Linked DNA regions of Danio rerio: all the other regions are linked to region 2. Evidence: chromatin contacts called from public Hi-C data. All regions are on one chromosome and are shown on one strand. The core of a region is the stretch at or near the end of the contact, and the rest is flanking DNA. Distances in the headings are between cores, read along the strand shown.

The links. Hi-C and Micro-C count contacts between places; a contact is called where the count stands out from the background.
Region 1: a contact with region 2 is called in a Hi-C map of hematopoietic stem cells, with 1.8 times the contacts expected there. The contact joins the promoter of epc1b here to the promoter of ftr15 in region 2. A contact is called at or near these places in 2 of 18 Hi-C or Micro-C datasets (hematopoietic stem cells and an unstated tissue).
Region 3: a contact with region 2 is called in a Hi-C map of embryo, with 2.7 times the contacts expected there. The contact joins the enhancer-like site here to the promoter of ftr15 in region 2. A contact is called at or near these places in 3 of 18 Hi-C or Micro-C datasets (caudal fin, embryo and an unstated tissue).

The regions. Positions count from the first base shown.
Region 1 is chr2:46,794,616-46,797,428 of GRCz12tu, reverse strand. It overlaps epc1b (enhancer of polycomb homolog 1 (Drosophila) b), which reads right to left and starts at 1,410. Exons shown (of 14, transcript NM_001089409.1): 1 at 1,206-1,410. The coding sequence starts at 1,358.
Region 2 is chr2:46,296,986-46,300,083 of GRCz12tu, reverse strand. It overlaps ftr15 (finTRIM family, member 15), which reads left to right and starts at 1,381. Exons shown (of 8, transcript XM_073929239.1): 1 at 1,381-1,465; 2 at 1,765-1,855; 3 at 2,091-2,681; 4 at 2,775-2,870; 5 at 3,085-3,098. The coding sequence starts at 2,094.
Region 3 is chr2:46,670,505-46,673,289 of GRCz12tu, reverse strand. It overlaps nrp1b (neuropilin 1b), which reads right to left. Exons shown (of 17, transcript NM_205674.1): 11 at 1,710-1,889. Among named protein-coding and RNA genes, the nearest start is that of nrp1b, 44 kb to the right of the region's middle. Within about 2 kb of position 1,344, at least 7 of the 62 cell types and tissues checked have an H3K27ac peak or open chromatin away from gene starts, as enhancers often do.

The DNA.
Region 1 (2,813 bases), core at 161-2,660, 500 kb before region 2:
CAACTCTGACCCCCATATAACCTATTATTAGCATAAAAAAACAGTGCTGGGGTGACAGAGATAGCGTCACACACACAAACACCACAGCATTAACAGTGCTGACACCTTCCCTGTCAAGCATTTTAACATGGGCGACATGTTTACTACGTACACATCATTTCCCCCCAGCACATTCACACACATTATCAGATCGGTGTGAAAAATGTCAATCATTCGCATCCAGACTCATTTTATGTTCTTGTACGTGAAATGACTACAACTTACTAATACAAATGTGTGTCTTTAATGCTTTCATTTCATGCCTTAAAATCATAACAAGCTCAGAAACATACAAATGTGATGAGGGAAAGAATTTAGTGAGATAATTTAAAGATATTTACACTTTAGCAGCTGGTGAGAGAGAAAGCTGCATTTTATTTATATATAACGTTTGCTTGTGCTGATCTATAGATGGTATGGAGATGTCAAGAGCTTCAGCTGCCCTGTGTTGAGAAAACAAAACAAGGCCCCATGTGCGCCCCTGTCCCGGTCAAACAGATAACTGCATACACACATCTCAACAGACCGGTGGGGCAAGATAGGCTGCCTCTGCCAAACCACAGATGCATGCATTAATGCATTCACAATGTAAACAAATGCAAATCACCTCCATTAGAAAAGCCTGAAATTAAACATGTAATGACTTCACTGCTTTAATGGAAATTTCATGTATTCTGATCAAATCTTACGCTTTTTAGGAATTGAAACAGGGCATGCATTAGTATTTAATTTAAGAATAAGACCGAATGCAGTCCTGATTGTTTTTCTGGGTGCTAATTGGTTATTGCTGGGTGCAGGGGAGCAAAATAGGCGCCATCCACAGGCCAGTGCGCGGAACAGCACCTCTACGGAGCCCCAAGATAAGCAACAAAATGGCGGCTTTCCCCGTGATCACGTGACTCCTTTGTACTCCGTAAGCCATATACTGACAAAAATAATGCGTAATAACGACATCCGATGTTGTATTTGTAGAGAAAAAGCACCAACGTTTGGTCCAAAAACATTATAACCCGTCTGCATTGGACGATAGCGACCAATTTGACGCGTTTCTGCAAGAGAAATGGCGGCCATTTTGTATACACTGGCGCAGAGAAGCAGGGGACGCGCCTCTGACAGTAAAAATAAAATTATTCTCAAAATACACAACTTTAAGTGAAAAAACGTACCGATTCCTCCTCTTTCTCCATCCCCGTGGGCATCTGTGGCACTGCCCGGTTAATAGACGCATATTCGTGCAGGTCGGGCAGGTCCTCGCAACGGAAGACGGGTAGAGGCTTGGAAGCGTCCAGCGCCCGCGCCCGAAACGACAGTTTACTCATTTTCTTTATAATTCGAGATGCAGCATAAATCTATCCGATCCCCTAATGTTCCCTGCTGGTCCGATTAAAGTTCTCATGGATGATGCCGGTTCGGTGTCCAGCAGTGCACGGATCGCTCGGTGGTGGTGGCGGGGCGAGCGGAGGCGCGAGGCCGGGTGTAGGTCGCTCTCTCTCGGTCTGTGTTTCCAGCGCGCTCCGGTCCCTGATTCCAGGCTCAGTGCGCCATGGCCAACATGGCGGACATTAAAAACACTCTTTAACGGTCCGCTCGTGCTCGGCGGCCCAACCCCCCGATCCCAGATCAGCCATTCCCACACGGGCTTACAACGCATGCGCTCGCGGCGCGCGGAGAGATAGATAGGGGGGAGGGAGGAAAAAACCACTCCCATACCTTTTACAGAGCGCGCCTCTTCAAAAACATGCGTCTATTTCGCCGGTGAATGTAAACATTATATCAATTTTGACTGATATAGGACAAAAGAGATATACATACTGATGAAGTCTAAAGAACTGTGACTTTAGGTGACTTAATGACCGATGGGATCTTGTGCATTTTACAAACAATACTACATTATAGTAATAATAATACAAAATATTAAATACACAATGTAACAATTAAAAACTAAAAAGAGTTCAGATGCAAAACCCTCTAAATCCATCAGACCTCTTTTTTTGGTAATTGAGCATTTTCTACCAGGCTTCTCTAATGATGATAAGGTTATCCAGTAAATAAAATACCTTTTTTTAAAAATGTAACTTTGTTTTTCAACAAGGTAAATTTTCTTTTGCGTCAAAACCAGCTAAATCCACAAGTGCTTTTTTTTGCAACAACCTCTAAATCCACCTATCGAGACAAGACAGTGTAATCCCTAAAGATGCTATTTGAAATTATTTTACCAAACATTAAACTACTAAGAATTAAAATATATAAATGTCAAGTAAGTGGCGGTTCATTGTTTATCAGGGGTCACTGTGGTAACCCCTGATAAACCAGGGACAAAGCAGAAGAAAAATTAACAAATGAAATCTGTCAAGTAAGTGCATTAATAAATAATATTAAACCTGACATTAATTAAATCTTAATCTGATGGCATTTCTGATATTTGGGATTTAGATTTAATGCAAGTAGAACAATGTAAACATTGTAAACCAAGCTTGGTAGATAAAAACAAAAAATGTATTGTAAAAACATTGTGAAACATTAATATCTGTGCATTCTCCATTAATATTAAAAGCTTATCAGACGTATAGGTAATATGAATTAATAAATAACGTATAGTTTTATACATTATATTTATCTTTTAAAAAATAGCTTAAATTAGCAAATAAAACAGAATGTAGGCCTACTAGGCAAAAAGGACATGTCATTCATTCATTCTCACCATACTTAAGGTTTTGGTCCCATGTTTATCCTCATAGCAACCACATAGGATAAAAGAACAGCATCTTAACTTT
Region 2 (3,098 bases), core at 132-2,631:
AGTATGTGATTTGGGACGCAGCTGTTGTTTTGTCAAAGATTTCTTTATCAGCATAATTATTTTTAAAAGTGGGTAAAAAGCTAGCTCTCTGCAACTCTCTCATGGTCGCCCACTGAAGCTAGCAGGGTTGTGCCTGGTCAGTACCTGGATGGAACACCACATGGGAAATTTAGGTTGCTCCCGGAGATGGTGTAAATGAGACCAGCAGGGGGTGCTTAACCTGCAGTCTGTGTGGGTCTTAATGCCCAAGTATAGTGAAGAGGAGTCTATACTGCTCAGTGAGTGTCATCTTTCGGATGAAACAAACTGAGGTCCCGACTCTCTGTGGTCATTAAAAATCCCAGGATGTCCTTCAAAAAAGAGCAGGGGTTTAAGCCTGGCATCCTGGCCAAATTTGCCCAATGGCTTCTGTCTGTCATGGCCTCCTAACCATCCCTATATCATAATTGGCTTCTTCACTCCTCTCCACCAATCAGCTGGTGTGTGTTCTGGGTCAATATGTCCTCACGTCATCCAGGTTGATGCTGCTCACTGGTGGTGGATGAGGAGATCCTGCCCCAAAATGTGTAAAGTGCTTTGAGTGTCCAAAAATGCGCTACATAAATGAATGGAATTTTTATTATTATTATTATTAAAAATTCAATCATGTTAAGAATTTGTACTTTTTAAAACAGTCTGATTTTGTTTTAAATAAAACTTGAATGTTTTCCATACTAAAGTTTATGCTGTTTATTATTATAATAACAGTCTCATGATAATATTAATGGTTGGAACCATTTTTTAAAGCAGTAAAATTGGTGAGGTTTCACAATAAAAAAAACTAATTTCTCTGTTACATAAAAACTAATTTTGAAATTAATCATTCATTCATTTTCTTTTCAGCTTAGTCCCTTTATTTATCTGGGGTTGCCACAGCGGAATGAACCCCAACTTACCCAGCATATATTTTACGCGGTGAATGCCATTCCAGCCGCAACCCATCACTGGGAAACATCCACACACACTCATTCACACACACACACACACACACACACACACACACACACACACACACACACACACACACACACACACACACACTACAGACAATTTAGCTTACCCAATTCACCTATACTGCATGTTTTTGGACTTGTGGTGGAAACTGGAGCACTCGGAGGAAAACCACGCAAACACAGGGAGAACATGCAAGCTCCACACAGAAATCCCAACTGACCCAGCCGGGGCTCAAACCAGCGACCTTCTTGCTGTGAGGCGGTTGTACTACCCAGCCATAATTATCAAAATATTTAACATGAAAAAGACAAAAATGCCCATAAAGGTAAAAAAAAAGTCTCATTTTTGGGTGAAAAACTGTCCCTTTAAGTAAACATTAATAGTTTCAATCAGGTCTGAATGAGTAACCAGCTTGAACTAATTTAGCAAACTAGCACTTAGTTGGTTTTCAGCAGGATGTTGCCACAATAATGCAAGTAAAAATACTACTTCTACTACTTCTAACTACTTCTTCCAATCCTTCAGTGTTACTGTAATGTAAATAAATGACTTAACATGTGCATGCCCATCTGTGTTTAGCTGTATCTAAGTGTTGAGTAGCATATATTGTAACATAAAGGGTGCTTTCAAGATGTTTTGAATTCTGTAATCAAAATGAAGTGTTATTTTGTGTAATGATCTTGCATGAGCCTGTTGAACAGCTCTGGTCTAGAATGTGCTGCATCATGTGTTTGGCACAAACTAAACAGACATGGAAAATTCCATAGCTAGTGAGAGGGCCCCCTGCCGGAGCACCGCGCCTTCACACCCCCGCGGACTGTGTTTCTGACCGACACCGCCATCTTGTGGACGCTGAACGACAGTAATAAAAAATGATGTTTTTGTCAATGCTTTTTATACTCTTTTTAAATCCTTAAAATATATCTAAATTGTTATCAACTTTTGTAGATTTTTTTTCTCTTGCACTATTATTTGCACGTATACAGCCTGCTGTTCAATAGTCACTGTTTGTATTTTTCTTACATGCAAAATCAGGAAAAACCAGTTTAGCTAAAATGAAAGTTAGCTAAGCTTTTGTTTTTTTCTCTTTGTGCAAGAAAATGGCAGAAGCTGGTATTTCGTGGTCTCAGAATCAGTTCAGCTGTTCAATCTGTCTGGATCTACTGAAGGGTCCAGTAACTATTCCCTGTGGACACAGTTACTGTATGCGCTGTATTTCCGGCTATTGGGATCAGGATAAGCAGAGGGGAGTCTACATCTGCCCTCAGTGCAGACAGACCTTCACTCCAAGACCTGCTTTAGGGAAAAACACCATGCTGGCTGAAGTGGTGGAGCAACTCAAGAAGACCAAACTACAAGCTGCTCGTCCTGCTCACTGTTACTCTGAATCTGCAGATGTGGAGTGTGATGTTTGTACCGGAGACAAAAACAAAGCCGTCAAATCCTGTCTGGTGTGTCTGAACTCTTACTGCCAAAATCATCTTGAACAACACGAGAGTTTCTTCAGAGGTAAAAGACACAATCTGATGGACGCCACTGGACGACTGCAGGAGATGATCTGCCCTCAACATGACAAACTACTGGAGGTTTTCTGCCGCACTGATCAGTGCTGTATTTGTTTGCTGTGTGTGGATGAACACAAAAACCATGAGATCGTATCAGCTACAGCAGAGAGGACTGACAAACAGGTATGATCCATATTACACTATACAAACTATTAAATAAATTTGTGACAAGTGTAGTAAATGTAATGTATTTACTGTATTCTATGATTTCTGCAGAGGCAGTTGGAGGAAACCCAGAGTAAACATAATCAGAGAATCCAGAGGAAACAGGAGGAGTGTGTGGAGCTGAGAGTGGCTATAGAGTCTCAGAAGGTGAGTTTTGAGCAGAAGATCAACTGCTGACTGCTGGAAGAGCTAATTGAGACTCAGTTAGCACTGTTCTGCAGTCAGTCAGTGAGGAGCCCAGTGCTGGAGCACTTTGAGTGCCACTGAAGCCCCTGTGGGGAACATGCTGTCTGTGTGAAGCAGCAGTAAGAGCTGAGTGAATGACTGATTCTGCTGCTTCTCTCTCGGTGTGTCCTAACAGTGCTCTGCACAGGC
Region 3 (2,785 bases), core at 95-2,594, 370 kb before region 2:
TGTATGTATGTATGTATGTATGTATGTATGTATGTACGAACACTTGATATCAGCATCACATGTAATTGGCATGTTATGGAATTTAATTATGGCAAATAAGTGAGAGGAGATGGAAAGCCATGATGTCTACACAATTTCCTGAAACATTTATGTCATTTTTCTATTCAGCTTTTTGTCTTATTTTTGTTCTTGGGCTATATTTTTTTCTTGTAGTATTTGATTGTTCTTAATTAAATATAAAAATGTAAATTTCTACATTTTGGGCTTTTATTTATGTTGTCTAGCAGCGATGGATTTTAACAATTTATTAATATATAGGTAAACATATAGGTGAACATATTGATGGACATTTATAGGTACATGTATGCACGTATATATGTATACATATATGCACACATGTGCATATATGTACATATAATATATGAAAACAGCCAATTTTATATATGTAACATATATTAAAAACATATAAAAATAAAAAAATAAAAACATATAGGTTAGTTTCGTGTGGGTAAATTTTAATCACTGGGTCTCATTTTCTTGCCTGAAACTAATATCTCCACAAAAATTAGGATCCAGCTACTTTCCAATAAAAAGTAAATCTAAATTTATGAAAATCTTGAATATGAAAACACATATGCAAACATCACAGATTAATTAATCTCATAACATGCAGTAAGCATCATAAAGTATTTTTAATGAGAGATATTGTCAATATGCTACAGAGGAATGTGGATCTCATTCGTTTTCCTTAGGCTTTTCCCCCTTTTTATCAAGGGTTGCCACAGCGGAATGAACCGCCAACTATTCCAGCATGTTTTAAAAAGCAGGTGCTCTTCCAGCCGCAACCCAGTAGTGGGAAACACCCATACACTCTGGCATTCACACACACACACATTCATTCACTACAGTCAATTTAGTTTATTCAATTCACCTATAATGGCAAACTCCACACAGAAATGCCAACTGGCCCAGCTGGGACTCAAACCAGCGACCTTCTTGCTGTGAGGCCACAGTGCCGCTGGAATGCAGATCTATTTATTCAAATTACTAACCTATGACATGCAGGAACTAATTTTAAATACTCAAAATTCATTAAAATGTCAACTAAGTTAGGAGCATGAGCGGACTCACATGCTATGCATTAGCCAGATATGTTTTTTTGTTCTACTCTGCATAGATATGAAATTATTCATGCAGTGATTACTGAATGAGAGCTACTGTCTTGGTTTTATTGTGTGTTTGAGATGGTAAATGTGTTTTTGTGTTTGGGTAATCTGATAGGTCACAGTCTCCTGCTGTTTGTGTGTAACCTACAGGTCGTAGCATGTAGCTATTTTGCTAAGCGTACGTAACCTGCAGGGTCGTAGTTTCACCACGTGGGTGTTTGTGTTTGTAACCTTTTGGGTCACAGTCTATGTGTGGATGTTTGTGTGTGTGAGGTTTCACTTTCCTTATGAGGACTTTAGTGTCCCACTGTGACAGTAAAACTAGAAATGAACAACATTACAGAGACCTCCCAGTATCTGTTATAAAAGCAGCTTAATAAAGAGAGTAAATAATGGCTTAATTAAAATCTAAAAATACCTTAAGGTCTCTCAAAGGAGCTGGGAGTGGAGTGTTATGGTTAAGCTAACATAATTAGCTCAATATTAAAATGATAGATGGTAATGACAGGCTATCAAATGTGAATGTATGTGCATGAATATAACCTGTTGTGTCGTAGTCTGTCAATGCATCACTATGGCAGTTTCCATCATCATCATCGCAATTCTCTGCCGTTGTTGGAAAAGTGGTAGTTGTTGGGATGTTTCCTAGTAGCATACTAGCGCTAGTGACTGTAGCTGCTGTAGTCTCCATAGTAGTGGCAAGAGGAAGAGGTGTTGTGGGCTCTGAAACGAGACCAAGAATATATAGATATTTTAGTTATCTGATGTTTTTACAAGTAATATACCATTATACATATTCATGGTAACCCTTGTGTGCTGTTGGGGGTGTTTTTATCCACTCTGGGGTGATTTTGAGTCTTAAATTGGCCACAAATTTCCAATCTTATTTGACCAATCTTATTTTGACTCATATTTTGAGAAAACTATTTTAAACAAATTAAATAATTCAACAATACACATACAAATTAGCCCTTTCATTATGTTTGTGACTGTTTTTGCCCCATTGACTTCCATTATAATGACATTTTTTGACTGCAAAGCCATGACACCGTACAAGCATGCATTCTTGATTGTTGCTGGTTTTCCCTGTTGGGAGGAGTTAAAATTTTTAATTATTACTTTTCTTGATATGTCTGAGAAAATCAAAATAGGCAGCTCAGCTATCAGAACACAGTAAGTGTATTTATGCACACACACACAAACACACACTATGGGCTCTATTTTGACGATCCATGCGCAAAGTCCAAAGCGTAGAGTGAAAACGCATTAAGGGCGTGTCAGAATCCACTTTTGATATTTTAAGGACGGAAAAATCCGCTTTGCGCCGTGGCGCATGGTCTAACAGGGTTGAGCTTATTCTCTTAATGAGTTATAGATGTGTTTTGAAGATAAACCAATCAGAGTCTCATCTCCCATTCCATTTAAGAGCCAGTTGCGTCGAGCCATAGCGCATTTGCTATTTACATGATAGACTTTGTAAATGGAAAAACTGAGCGTTTTACTGTAAGAAAACAGTCAAACAGAGCATCTACAGCAGGGGTCTCAAACTCAATATACCTGGGGGCCGCAGGAGGCAAATTCTGGGTGAGTCCTCAAATGTCATTATTAACAGTTTTAAT